Regions from separate parts of the Sus scrofa genome. Here region 1 is linked to region 2. Evidence: chromatin contacts called from public HiChIP or PLAC-seq data. All regions are on one chromosome and are shown on one strand. The core of a region is the stretch at or near the end of the contact, and the rest is flanking DNA. Distances in the headings are between cores, read along the strand shown.

What was found. HiChIP or PLAC-seq counts read pairs in DNA pulled down with a chosen protein or histone mark.
Region 1: an H3K27ac HiChIP or PLAC-seq map of alveolar macrophages shows a contact between it and region 2. The contact joins two enhancer-like sites. A contact is called at or near these places in 2 of 47 Hi-C or Micro-C datasets (mesenteric adipose tissue and skeletal muscle) and 2 of 2 datasets of contacts at active chromatin or transcription factors (alveolar macrophages and skeletal muscle).

What each region holds. Positions count from the first base shown.
Region 1 is chr14:65,741,320-65,747,000 of Sscrofa11.1, reverse strand. It overlaps RTKN2 (rhotekin-2), which reads left to right. Exons shown (of 13, transcript XM_021073059.1): 5 at 5,613-5,666. Among named protein-coding and RNA genes, the nearest start is that of MIR9836, 6.5 kb to the left of the region's middle. Within about 2 kb of position 3,805, at least 3 of the 83 cell types and tissues checked have an H3K27ac peak or open chromatin away from gene starts, as enhancers often do. A contact at or near this core is called in alveolar macrophages, where this site is marked.
Region 2 is chr14:65,522,690-65,528,443 of Sscrofa11.1, reverse strand. All of the region lies in intron 4 of ARID5B (AT-rich interactive domain-containing protein 5B), which reads right to left. Among named protein-coding and RNA genes, the nearest start is that of ARID5B, 120 kb to the right of the region's middle. Within about 2 kb of position 3,438, at least 3 of the 83 cell types and tissues checked have an H3K27ac peak or open chromatin away from gene starts, as enhancers often do. A contact at or near this core is called in alveolar macrophages, where this site is marked.

The DNA.
Region 1 (5,681 bases), core at 2,556-5,055, 220 kb before region 2:
ATAGTTCCTGTGCTACACAGTAGGACCTTGTTGCTTATCTATTTTATAAATAGTAGTTTGTATCTGCTAATCCTAAACTCCTGGTTTATTCCCATCCTTACCCCTTAGGTAACCATAAGTTTGTTTTTTATGTCTATGAGTCCGTTTCCGTTTTGTAAATAAGTTCATTTGTATCATAGATTCCATGTAAAATGATGTCATATATTTGTCTTTATCTGACTTCACTTAGTATGGTAATCTCTAGGTCTGTCCATGTTGTTGCAAATGCCATTATTTCATTCTTTTTTATGCCTAAGTAATATTTCATTGTGTATGTATATCACATCTTCTTTATCCATTTATATTAATGGACATTGAGATTGCTTCCATGTCTTGGGTGTTATAAATAGGGTACTAGGAACATTCTGGTGCATGCATCTTTTTGAATTGTGATTTTCTCTGGATATGTGCCCTGGAGTGGGATTGCAGGGTCATATGATAGCTCCTTTTTTAGTTTTAAAGGAACCTCCGTACTATTTTCCACAGTAGCTGCAGCACTTTACATTCCCATCAGCAGTGTTGAAGGGCTCCCTTTTCTTCACACCCTTTCCAGCATTCGTTATTTGCAGATTTGTATCCAGCATTTGTTATTTGTAGACTTTTTAATCATGGCCATTCTGACCAGTGTGAGATGGTACCTCATTGCAGTTTTGATTTGTATTTCTCTAATAATTAGTGGAGTTGAGCATCTTTTCATGTTCCTGTCAGCAATTGATGTGTCTCCTTTGGAGAACTATCTATGAGGTCTTCTGCCTGTTTTTTGATTGGGATTTTTTTTTGTTGTTGAGCCATATGAGTTGTTTGTATATTTTGGAAATTAAGTCCTTGTCAGTCCCATTGTTTGCAAATATTTTCTCCCAGTCCATAGGCTTTTTGTTTTCTTGAGGATTTCCTTTGCTGTGAAAAAGCTTATAAATTTAATTAGATTACAATTGTTTATTTTTGCGTTTATTGCTGTTGCCTTGGGAGACTAACCTAAGAAAACATCACTACAATTTATGTGAGAATGTTTTGCCTATGTTCTCTTGTAGGATTTTTATGTTGTCCTGTCTTATATTTATGTCTTTAAGCCATTTTGAGTTTATTTTAGTGTATGGTGTGAGGGAGTATTCTCACTTCATTCATTTACATGTAGCTGTCCAGCTTTCCAAACACCACTTGCTGAAGAGACTGTCTTTTCTCCATTGTATGTTCTTATCTCCCTTGTCGAAGATTAATTGAATGTAGATGTGTGAGTTTATTTCTGGGCTCTTTCTTCTGTTCCATTGATCCATCAACAGCCAGTATCACACTGTTTTGATTACTGTAGCTTTGTAGTATTGCCTGAAGTGTGGAAGAGTTATGCTTCCTGCTTTGTTCTTTTTCCTTAGGATTGCTTTGGCAATTCTGGGTCTTTTATGGTATCATACAAATTTTAGGATTATTTGTTCTAGTTCTGTGAAAAATGGCATGGGTAATTTGACAGGGATTGCATGAATCTGGATTGTTTTGGGTGTTATGCCCATTTTAACAATATTAATTCAATTTTTCCAATTAATGGAAATGCATTTTCCAAGAGCATGGCATATCTTTTTTTTTTTTTTTTTTTTTTTTTTTGGTCTTTTTTTAGGGCCGCACCCATGGCATATGGGAGTTCCCAGGCTGGGGGTTGAACCAGGGCTGTAGCCCCCAGCCTACACCACAGCGACAGCAACTTGGGATCCAAGCCATGTCTGCAACTTACTCCATAACTCATAGCAATGCTGGATTCTTCCCCACTGAGCAAGGCCAGGGATCGAACTTGTGTCCTCACGGATCCTAGTTGGGTTTGTTACTGCTGAGCTATAATGAGAACTCTTCTTTACATTTCTTTAAATCATCTTCAGTTTTCTTTATAATGTTTTATATTTCTCAGCATATACGTCTTTCACTTCCTTGGTCAGGTTTATTCCTGTGTGTGTGTGTGTGTTTAAAATCACGTTGGATGTGATTTTAAAAGAGATTGTTTTTTTTTCTTTCCCTTTCTTGATATTTCATTATTAGTATAGGGAAACAGATTTCTGTATGTCAATCTTGTATCCTGCTACCTTGTTGAATTTATCAGTTCTAGTAGTTTTTGTGTGGCATCTAGGGGTTTTTATTTATATATAGTATGTCATTTGTATATAATGACGGTTTTACCTCTTCTCTTCCAATTTGGATACCTTTCATTTCTTTTTCTTGTTTGATTGCTGTGGCTAGGACTTCCTATACTACATTGAATAGAAGCATTGAAGTACGCATCTTGGTCTTGTCCTAGATTTTAGTGAGAAAGCTTTAGACTTTTTACCATTGAGTATATGTTGGCTATAGTTTTATCATAAGTGGCTTTTATTATGTTGAGATATGTTCCTTTTACTTACTTTGGTGAGTTTTTATCATGAATGGATGTTGAATTTTATCAAATGCTTTTTCTGCATCTATTGAGATGATCATGCGGTTTTTGTCCTCTCTTTTGTTGATGTGGTATATGACATTGATTGGTTTTTTCCATGTTGAACTATTCTTGTGACCCTGGGATGAATCCCACTTGGTCATGGTATATCATCTTTTTTATTTGTTGTTGGAATCAATTTGCTTATATTTTGTTTAGAATTTTTGCCTCTATATTCATCAACGATATTGGCCTTAATTTTCTTTTTTGGTAGTGTGTTTGTCTGGTTTTTGTATCAAAGTGATGGTGGCTTCATAGAATAATTTTGGGAGTGTTCCCTCCTTGCCAGTCTTTTAGAAGAGTTTGAGTTAAGTTCTTTGTATTTTTGGCAGAATCCCCCAGTGAAGCCATCCAATCTTGGACTTTTGTTTGCAGGGATGTTTTATTTATTAACCTGTTTGTTTATTACAGATTCTATTTCATTTCTAGTGATTGGTTTGTTCAAATTACCTATTTCTTCTTGATTCAGTTTTGGTGGACTTGTGAGTGTAGCGGGTTAATGATCCAGTTTGTCTGTGGTGTTGCCAGTTCGATCCCCATCCTGGCACAGTGGGTTAAGGATCTGGTGTTGCTGCAGCTATGGCTTGGATTCAATCCCTGACCTGGAAATTTACATATGCTGTAGAAGTGGCTGAAAAAGGAAAAACAAACAAACAAACCCAGTTTTGGTGGGTTTTATGTTTCTAGAAAGTCACCCACTTCTTTTAGGTTTTCCAGTTTGTTGGCATATAATTGTTCATAATTATTCTCTTACAGTTTTTTTTTTTATTTCTTCAGTTTGGTTGTTTTGTTTGAGTCCTCTGTCTTTTCTTCTTGGTGAGCCTGGCCAGAGGTTTGTCAATTTTGTTTACCCTTTCAAAAAACCAGCTCTTGGTTATATTGATTTCTTCCATTGTTTTTTCTCTTTTACTTATTTACTCTCAGATCATTATCATTTTCTTCTTTCTGCTGACTTTAGACTTGTTCTTCTTTTTCTAATTCTTGTAGGTAGTATGTTAGGTTGTTTACTTGAGATTTTTCTTGCTTTTTGAGGAAGGCCTATATTGCTATGAACTTCCTTCTTAGGACTGCTTTTGATACGTCCCATAGATTTTTGTATGGTTGTGTTTTCACAGTCAGTTAGACCCAATTGATAATTTTAGAACATTTCATCCATAAAACCCAGAGCATACATTTTTTTTTTCAAGTGAACGTGGAGCATTCTCTAGGAGACGACGTACCAGGACGCAAAACAAGCCTTAAGAAATTTAAGAGGATAGGAACTATTTGATGCATCTTTTCTGACCACTTCAGCATGAAACTAGAAATAAACCATAAAAAGGGAAATGAGAAAAAAAAACCCCAAACCCCATGAAAACCACTATATGCGGACTACACAACATCTTACTAAAAAACTATTGGGTCAGTGATGAAATCAAAGAGGAAATTGAAAAGTACTTTGAGACAAATGACAAAACATAACCATGAATTGGCAAATATATTTTAAAAATTGTTATCAGATGTGTGTAAAGGGTTTTTAGCTTGGCACATGGGGAGAGCTCTGTAAGTAATATTATTATTTTTTTTACCAAAAGTGCTAAGGCACCAGTGGGAAGAGCACACATACATTCCTACCTAGTTGGGCAGGTTAGGGATGAAGGAGTAATGTAAAGCTATTCTAGAAAGGAAATTGGACACAGGCACTCAGAACCTTAGAAAGAATTCTAAACAAATAGAAATGTAGACAAAAGATTATGGGATCTAAAGGTGAAGCACAATGTAAAGGTAGCCAACTATTTATGTTCATAAAGATTTGTAATTATTTGAAAGTGGCATAATTGGATATGAAAACTGCACTTAAACTTCCTAAGTGTAGTAGGGAAGTGTCTTAGATAAGAAATTTTCCACAAGGGCTTGAGTCGTTGATACAGTTTTCATTCTGAGTAACTAAAACTAACTTTACTTTACCATTGAGATCTCTGCTGTGCTGTATTATGCTGCGATCACACATCTTAATCTATTAGTAGAATCTAAATCCTTTAACTTGGAAATTAGCATAGGCATGTCAGAGGGAAATTGTTACTGCATAATGTTAACCTAATATTAAATGGAAGAATAGAGGAAACTAGAAAGGAAAAATTTTGACTGTGTCAAAGCTCTAGATTAATTTGTGGAATAAAGATCATTAACGCAATCACTTTAGAGTTTGAAGAATGTGTGAATGAAAAGAATGTGTTTAGAATATTTTCAGAATGTATGTTCTTTTTTTGACCTGAAAGAAGCAATGTATTCCTCTTTTTCACTTTTATTTTTTAAGGGAAATGTTACAGTTTGTAACACGAATATACAAAGATCTGTAAATTCTTTTGTAGACAAAGAAAATCTTAATGGAAAGGTCTTGGATTTTTTCGTCTAGGCTGGGTTTCTCCCAGAAACCAATAATCTTAGGCAATTCACTTAATTTTCTTCATCTTTAAAAAGTTTTCTTTCCTTCCTTCCTTCCTTCCTTCCTTCCTTCCTTCCTTCCTTCCTTCCTTTCTTTCTTTCTTTCTTTTTCTCTTTTTCTTTCTTTCAAGGGCCACAGGTGCAACATATAGAAGTTTCCAGGCTAGGGGTCAAATTGGAGCTACAGCTGCCAGCCTACGCTACAACCACAGTAATGCACGATCTGAGCCATGTCTGTCACAATGGGAACACCTAAAGTTTTCATAGTGGATAAAAGTTCTAAGGTTCTTTCTACCTCTGTGATTCTATGATTTTGAAGTGTATTTAACTACATTTGCTGCTGCTGCATACCCAACATAAAAATTCAACACTGAGTTCCTCATAATTCACCTATTTCAAAAACAAATCACAAAATGAAAAAGTTTCAGCATAAGCTTATTACAGATCTTAATAACTTAGTTTCTTAAGTAATGGTAGGTTTTTTTTAAGTATATTATTTAAGTGAGTATTACGGATTTTATATTCCCAGTCTAAGCTGTTTTTAAGAGAAAATGTCACTGTGTTAGAAAATTTAAATAATAAATAAATATTAGCTTTAATGGTCAGAATCCATTATGGAATTCATAGGTTTATTTCACTCTTAGCAATGAAATTTGCCAAAATTATTATTGTCATTTCTTTTTCCCTGCTTTTATAGATATTCGTATACCACTAATGTGGAAAGACTCTGATCACTTCAGCAATAAAGAACGTATGTATAATTTTT
Region 2 (5,754 bases), core at 2,189-4,688:
TTTCAGAACAAGAAAAGAATATCAACACAGATGATAATTTGCAACCAGTGGGAACTCATTCAATATCTACCCATGACAACTTTTTTTGCATTTTCTTCAATTCAATGGTTTTATAGCTTTTGTGCTCTTTAAGAAGAACAATGAGAAGTTAATCTCTCTCCTTAAAGGGAAAAAAAAAATCTGAAAACATAATTTTGTCAAATCTCCTTCAAAGGAATTTCTTTTCTAGCTTCTTATCTGTTCAAAGCTGCTTAAGATATGGTAGTCAATATCAATCAGGAAACATTTGACCCAAAAGATAAAGTCCGGAGGTATGATCATTTGATGAATGGTTTGCCCTTATCAGCTTGTAATTGCTATTATAAACTCAACAGAAAGGTTCCCTTCCACTCTTTCTGAAACAAGTCTCAAAGAAAAAGGAGTGGTGGTATCACCATGAAACTTCAGGCACTGAACATGTGTGGTAGCCACTGGCCGCCAAGACAGCAGGTGTTGCATTAGTCAAAATTTAGTCTCTAAAGTTCTACATTTTATAGCCCATGCTGCTTTATTTATTTATTTTTGGCCACACCCACAGCATATGAAAGTTCCTGGGCCAGAAATCAAATCTGAGCCGCAGCTTCATCCTACCCTGCAGCTGCGGCAACATGGGATCCTTTGACCCACTGCAATGGGCCAAGATCAAATCTGCACCACCACAGAGACAATTCTGGATCCTTAACCCACTGTACCACAGTGGCAACTACTGTATTTTCACATACATTATTTCATTTAATCTAGACAGCAATCTTGTGTTTGTAGCTCTTATCATGGCTTGTAATTCTGTTGTGTGCATGCATTTCTGTGCCTATATATATAGGCTTACTAGTATATATATATATGTGCTGACTAGTCACATCCTTAGACTTTAGACTTCAGGATGGCAGGAGACTCATGTCTGTTTAATTCATTAAGTCTGGCACAAGGTCTAATGCAATAACACATAATAAGTTCTCCCTAAATACATTTGTTTAATTGATGAATGGTAACCTCAACTGAAAGAAGAACAGATGGATGGATGAAGACGGGACTCTGTGTTGAGGGGAGTATCTTGCTCATTTTATAGCTAAGGAGACTGAGGCTTGACCAGGAAGCTGCATATGCATAGGGGTCAGACACTTAAAACAAAATCCACCATAACTTTGTGTGGATATTGCTGAGGATCCTAAGAAGTCTCTTACCTTTATTTAAGACACAAAAGGGGTGAAGTAGGAGAGGGCACACCACCAGCTCCACCTCTGTGTGACCTCTATCGCTATTATATTAAAATTACTATGCTAGGAGCACAGTGCTAAACACTGCCCATACATTCCCTTGCCTAATCCTTAGGACAACCATGGGAAACAGGTGTTATTCTTGTATACAAGATAAGATAACTCTGTAAAGTTAAATTAACAAAAAACAGAATGAACAAAAAAAACCAGACCAAGAATTATGGAAACCTAGGGATAAATTTCCTGAATACCTGTCATCTGTTTCCCAAAAATGAGTAGACCACAACGCTCAAAGCACTGCCTTCACTTCAAGGGCTGCGAGAAACATCACTAGAACACAGGTACTGGTTTATTCCAGACTCTTCCATAAACATATTTTATCCCATGAGTTTCAGCAATGCTGTTTCTGCATTTGTGAAATGGGCTCATGTTATTTCCCTTAAAGTCTATCTCAAAGGACTCTTGGAGGAACAAAGAAAATCATATTTACCAGCTAAATGCTACTGTGACGATTTAGAAGGGAAGTGGGGGCACTGGTGTGAAAAATTACCCACAAATCCCTCATCATCTCCAACCAAAAGTTTAGGGTCTGTGAAATTAATGGCTTTGTATTCTATAGATGATTTTGCCCACAACTCCACCAATCCCAGTAGGCTGTAAATAGCAGCTGCTCTGAGTACCTTCCCTTAGAAGTAAGACGTAAAATCTCATCAGGTTCAAGGCTATTGTCAACACAAGTGTACCAAACAATGTGCACATACCTAAGCCTTCTCTGTCCTCCTTCAGTATTTCCTTCTTCTGGTATAAAAATATGCCTCAAAATGTGGCAATGACCTGTCCGTGTGTATATAAATATGCTATTTGGTCTAGCTGGTGTAAGTAGACTGGAAAGGACTTTATGGATATATACATGGAACTCTGAAGACAGCAATATTTCTCTCAGGGCCGCTCAGTTTCATACTCTGAACAATGGCTGAAAGAGGCACTGGGGAAGAGATCCCTCACTTAAATTTAAGGAGCAAACAAATCCATCAACAGTCTGAACTAAAGGATACTTTAACAGGCATTTTTTTTTTACATTCAAATATTCAACTACCTGCTAACAAGTACTTTAATGAACACATAAGGGTGGTTCATTGTAAGGGGCATGAGCTGGCCAACATCAAGGGGCTAAAATCCTCATAACAGTCTTCTCTGAGTCATCCACCAGGTCCTGCCATAACGTACTGGGTACTTGGGAAAGGGTGGGATTCATTCTGCAGAGTGTTGAAAGTCTAGGCAAGGGAAAAAGTTCAACAGAGGCCTGTCTCCTTGGCTTGTTTCCAGTATTTCCTTGATCTAGAGACCTCATCTAAACTCTTAAGAAAAGACATGGTAAATTAGTAACACTGGTTCAATGGGTTTGGCTGCCCTGTTAATGAACAAATTCAACCTTGTATTCTAGTTATAGGAGAGCTCTGTGGATTGTTCACACTGAGGGATTTGGGAGGTTTGTTTTTTGTTTAAATTCTGAGTTAATTTCCTGGCCAGAAGGTTTTCTCCCAGCTCCTGTTATTTTAGTTCGTCACTAGACTCAGGAATATCTGCTGTGGAAAACACACTGATTTTAATATTCCTTTGATGATGGCCCTTGAATCATATTAAGCCCAGAGTCAAAGCCACAAATGAAGGATCACGGTGGCTGTGAGGCACAAGTATAGCACTGAGGTTTTCAAAGGACCCCATGCCCTAGTGGGTTAAAATAAAGCAAGAGCGCCCCTTAGCTGGAAACCCACCTGCTGTCTAAAGAACCTCCTCCACAGAATGGGTTTTAGAATCTTGAAAAAGTCGGTGTGGAGGATTATAGAGCTCAAAGGTCTAGCCCACTGGACTATACCAACACACTTAATGATATAAGCTCTGCCCATATCCCAATGAATTAATTATATTTCAGAAAAAGAAGAGGATTAGAGAACATGGTGCAGGGGAAACTGCCCTGGGGCTTTCAAGCTACTAAAATGACTACAGCATGTGAAATGTATAAGAATTGAAAAGAGGTAGGTAAGATTGGGTCTTATTTCTACTGCTCTCAAAAGGAGAAAATTACAAATCATTAATAACTTCCCTTCTCTGACTCCTCTCTCTGTTGTGTCATTTCCCAGTTACTGTAATTGTGCTGATGGTGCCAGTTTCTTAAAGGCCTGGCTATAAAGTATATGGACTCACTGTTTAACAGAACCAGGGAGCCATCAGCCCACTGGCCAGACTCTATTATACCTATGCCGTAAGTTTTGTACCGCCCCAACTTGAACCTTAAAATGCTGAAGTAAATTAACTCCTCTATCTGTTAATGGAGACATAAACATCGCATCACACCCCAGAAGAGGCCAGAATGGACGTTTCTAGTTCACACAATCCAGTCCAGGGCAAAGAGAGATATTTGCCTTATCATAATCTGAATTCTCTCATTTCAGAAACCCATTCCTACAACAGAATAATATTTATAGAAAATGAAATTTGGGTTTTCAGTTCTGCCAGCTCTCTTTCATATTCAAATGCTACGTATATTCCAGAACATGTTTACAGAATTTCTCCCCTATTTCTAAATAAATACACAAAAGAAGTTCTGAAATATACACATTGTAAAGATGACTTCTCATACACCGTAATTCCCAGATGTTTTACATTCTGAATTTCTCCATAAATGAATAACATGCTAGGAAAGCAAACATGGGCTGACAGTATTTAGTCTAAGTTTTTTTGAACGGTATAACATGTGTAGCTAAAAATAATTTTCAATAACTATATTACACTATCAGGAGTTATTAAAGAACTGAAAATGAGCATTTGTAGGGTTTGCACTGATTCTCCTAAATATGGGCTTCTGGATGGTTTCCATTGTTTGGGGTTTCTCACAACCACATGGCCTCAACAACTTTCCTCTTCTATCTTCTGAGTTTTACATATATATATATATATTTTCATGTGACAAACCCATGATCCCAGTTCACTGCCACAAGTGCTCATTAACAAGCCTCACAGCCCCACAGTCAGTTTTGCGAGCTTTGAACCAGTTCCAGAACGAGGGCTACAGCAAATGGCAGCCTGGCCTTTTCACTTCTTCCACTTCTTACATTTTAAAAAAAAATTCAAAAAAAAAAAAAAAAACCCACCTCCCAATAACTGCTCCTTTCATACCTTTTATCTCCTTTATAAATTGGTAATATTCACTCATTAAATCTCAAACTTTGCTACATTCTTATGTAATGCTTTAATTCTCTTCTTCTCTGGGGTTGGCTTGTGAAATGTCTTTAATTAAAAAAGCTAAAAACACTCTAAATCTGGATGGCAGACTCATTTCCAGGGCATTCAGGCATGTTGTCTAATTTTAAAACTCCGACAGGATACATGTAAATTTATGCAAGTTTCATAAAAGTCACAATTTCCTCCTTGAAATCAAGCTAAAGAAAATGCCCCCAAGCTCTTTTCAAAAGCTGTTTGTTTTACTGGAAAGCTCATTTTGCCCATTGTGTTGGAGGTGATTATTCTCAAGAATATCCAATGTCAGAGTCCCATCAATCCACCAGGAATTAAGGAGTTCTATTTCCCTACTATTGATCAAATAGGCTCTTTGATCACTATTTTATGACTCTTAAACACAGATGGGGGAGGGGAGGGAGAAATATTATCATGCAAATTATTTTGGTAGACAGTAATTAAGAAATTATATGTTAAGAAAATCAGTCATTGTTCACATGAGTCATTAATGTGTTTTCATTCTTTGTAAAACTTTCTGGCACGCCCTTCCTTTCTTGCTTTAAATAAGCAAGGACTGGAAAATATGCATAGTATTTGGAACCCAGGGAGTGACATATTAATTCAAAGTTTGCTTGGAAGTGTAGCTTTGTGGAAACTCAAATGTGTTCCCATCCTTTTTGTTTCTACCCCTCTTCACCCAAGACTTCTCTCCAGATTATTGAATATTGGGGTGGTAAGTCTCTTTGTACTATCAGCTTCTCCAGTTAGGCTTTTTTTTTTTTTTTTTTTTTTTTGTCTTTTTGTCTTTTTGTCTTTTTAGGGCCGCACCCACAGTACATGGAGGTTCCCAGGCTAGGGATCTAATCGGAGCTACAGCTAACTGGCCTGCACCACAGCCGCAGCCACAGCCACAGCCACGCCAGATCTGAGCTGTGTATGTGACCTACACCAGAACGCACGGCAACGCCAGATCCTTAACCCACTGAGCAAAGCCAGGGGTGGAACCGGCAACCTTATGGTTCGTAGTCTGATTCGTTTCCTCTGCACCACAATAGGAACTCCCAGGTTTTTGTGGGTTCTTTTGGCCAATCCCGTGGCATGCAGGAGTTCCCAGTTCCCAGGCCAGGGATTGAACCCTGAACCACAGCAGTAACCAGAGCCACAGCAGTGAAAATGCCGGATCCTTAACCCACTGAGCCACCAGAGAACTCCTCTAGGGGGCAGCCTCTTTGAACAGTGAGGCAGGGTCTTCTCTGGGCTATGC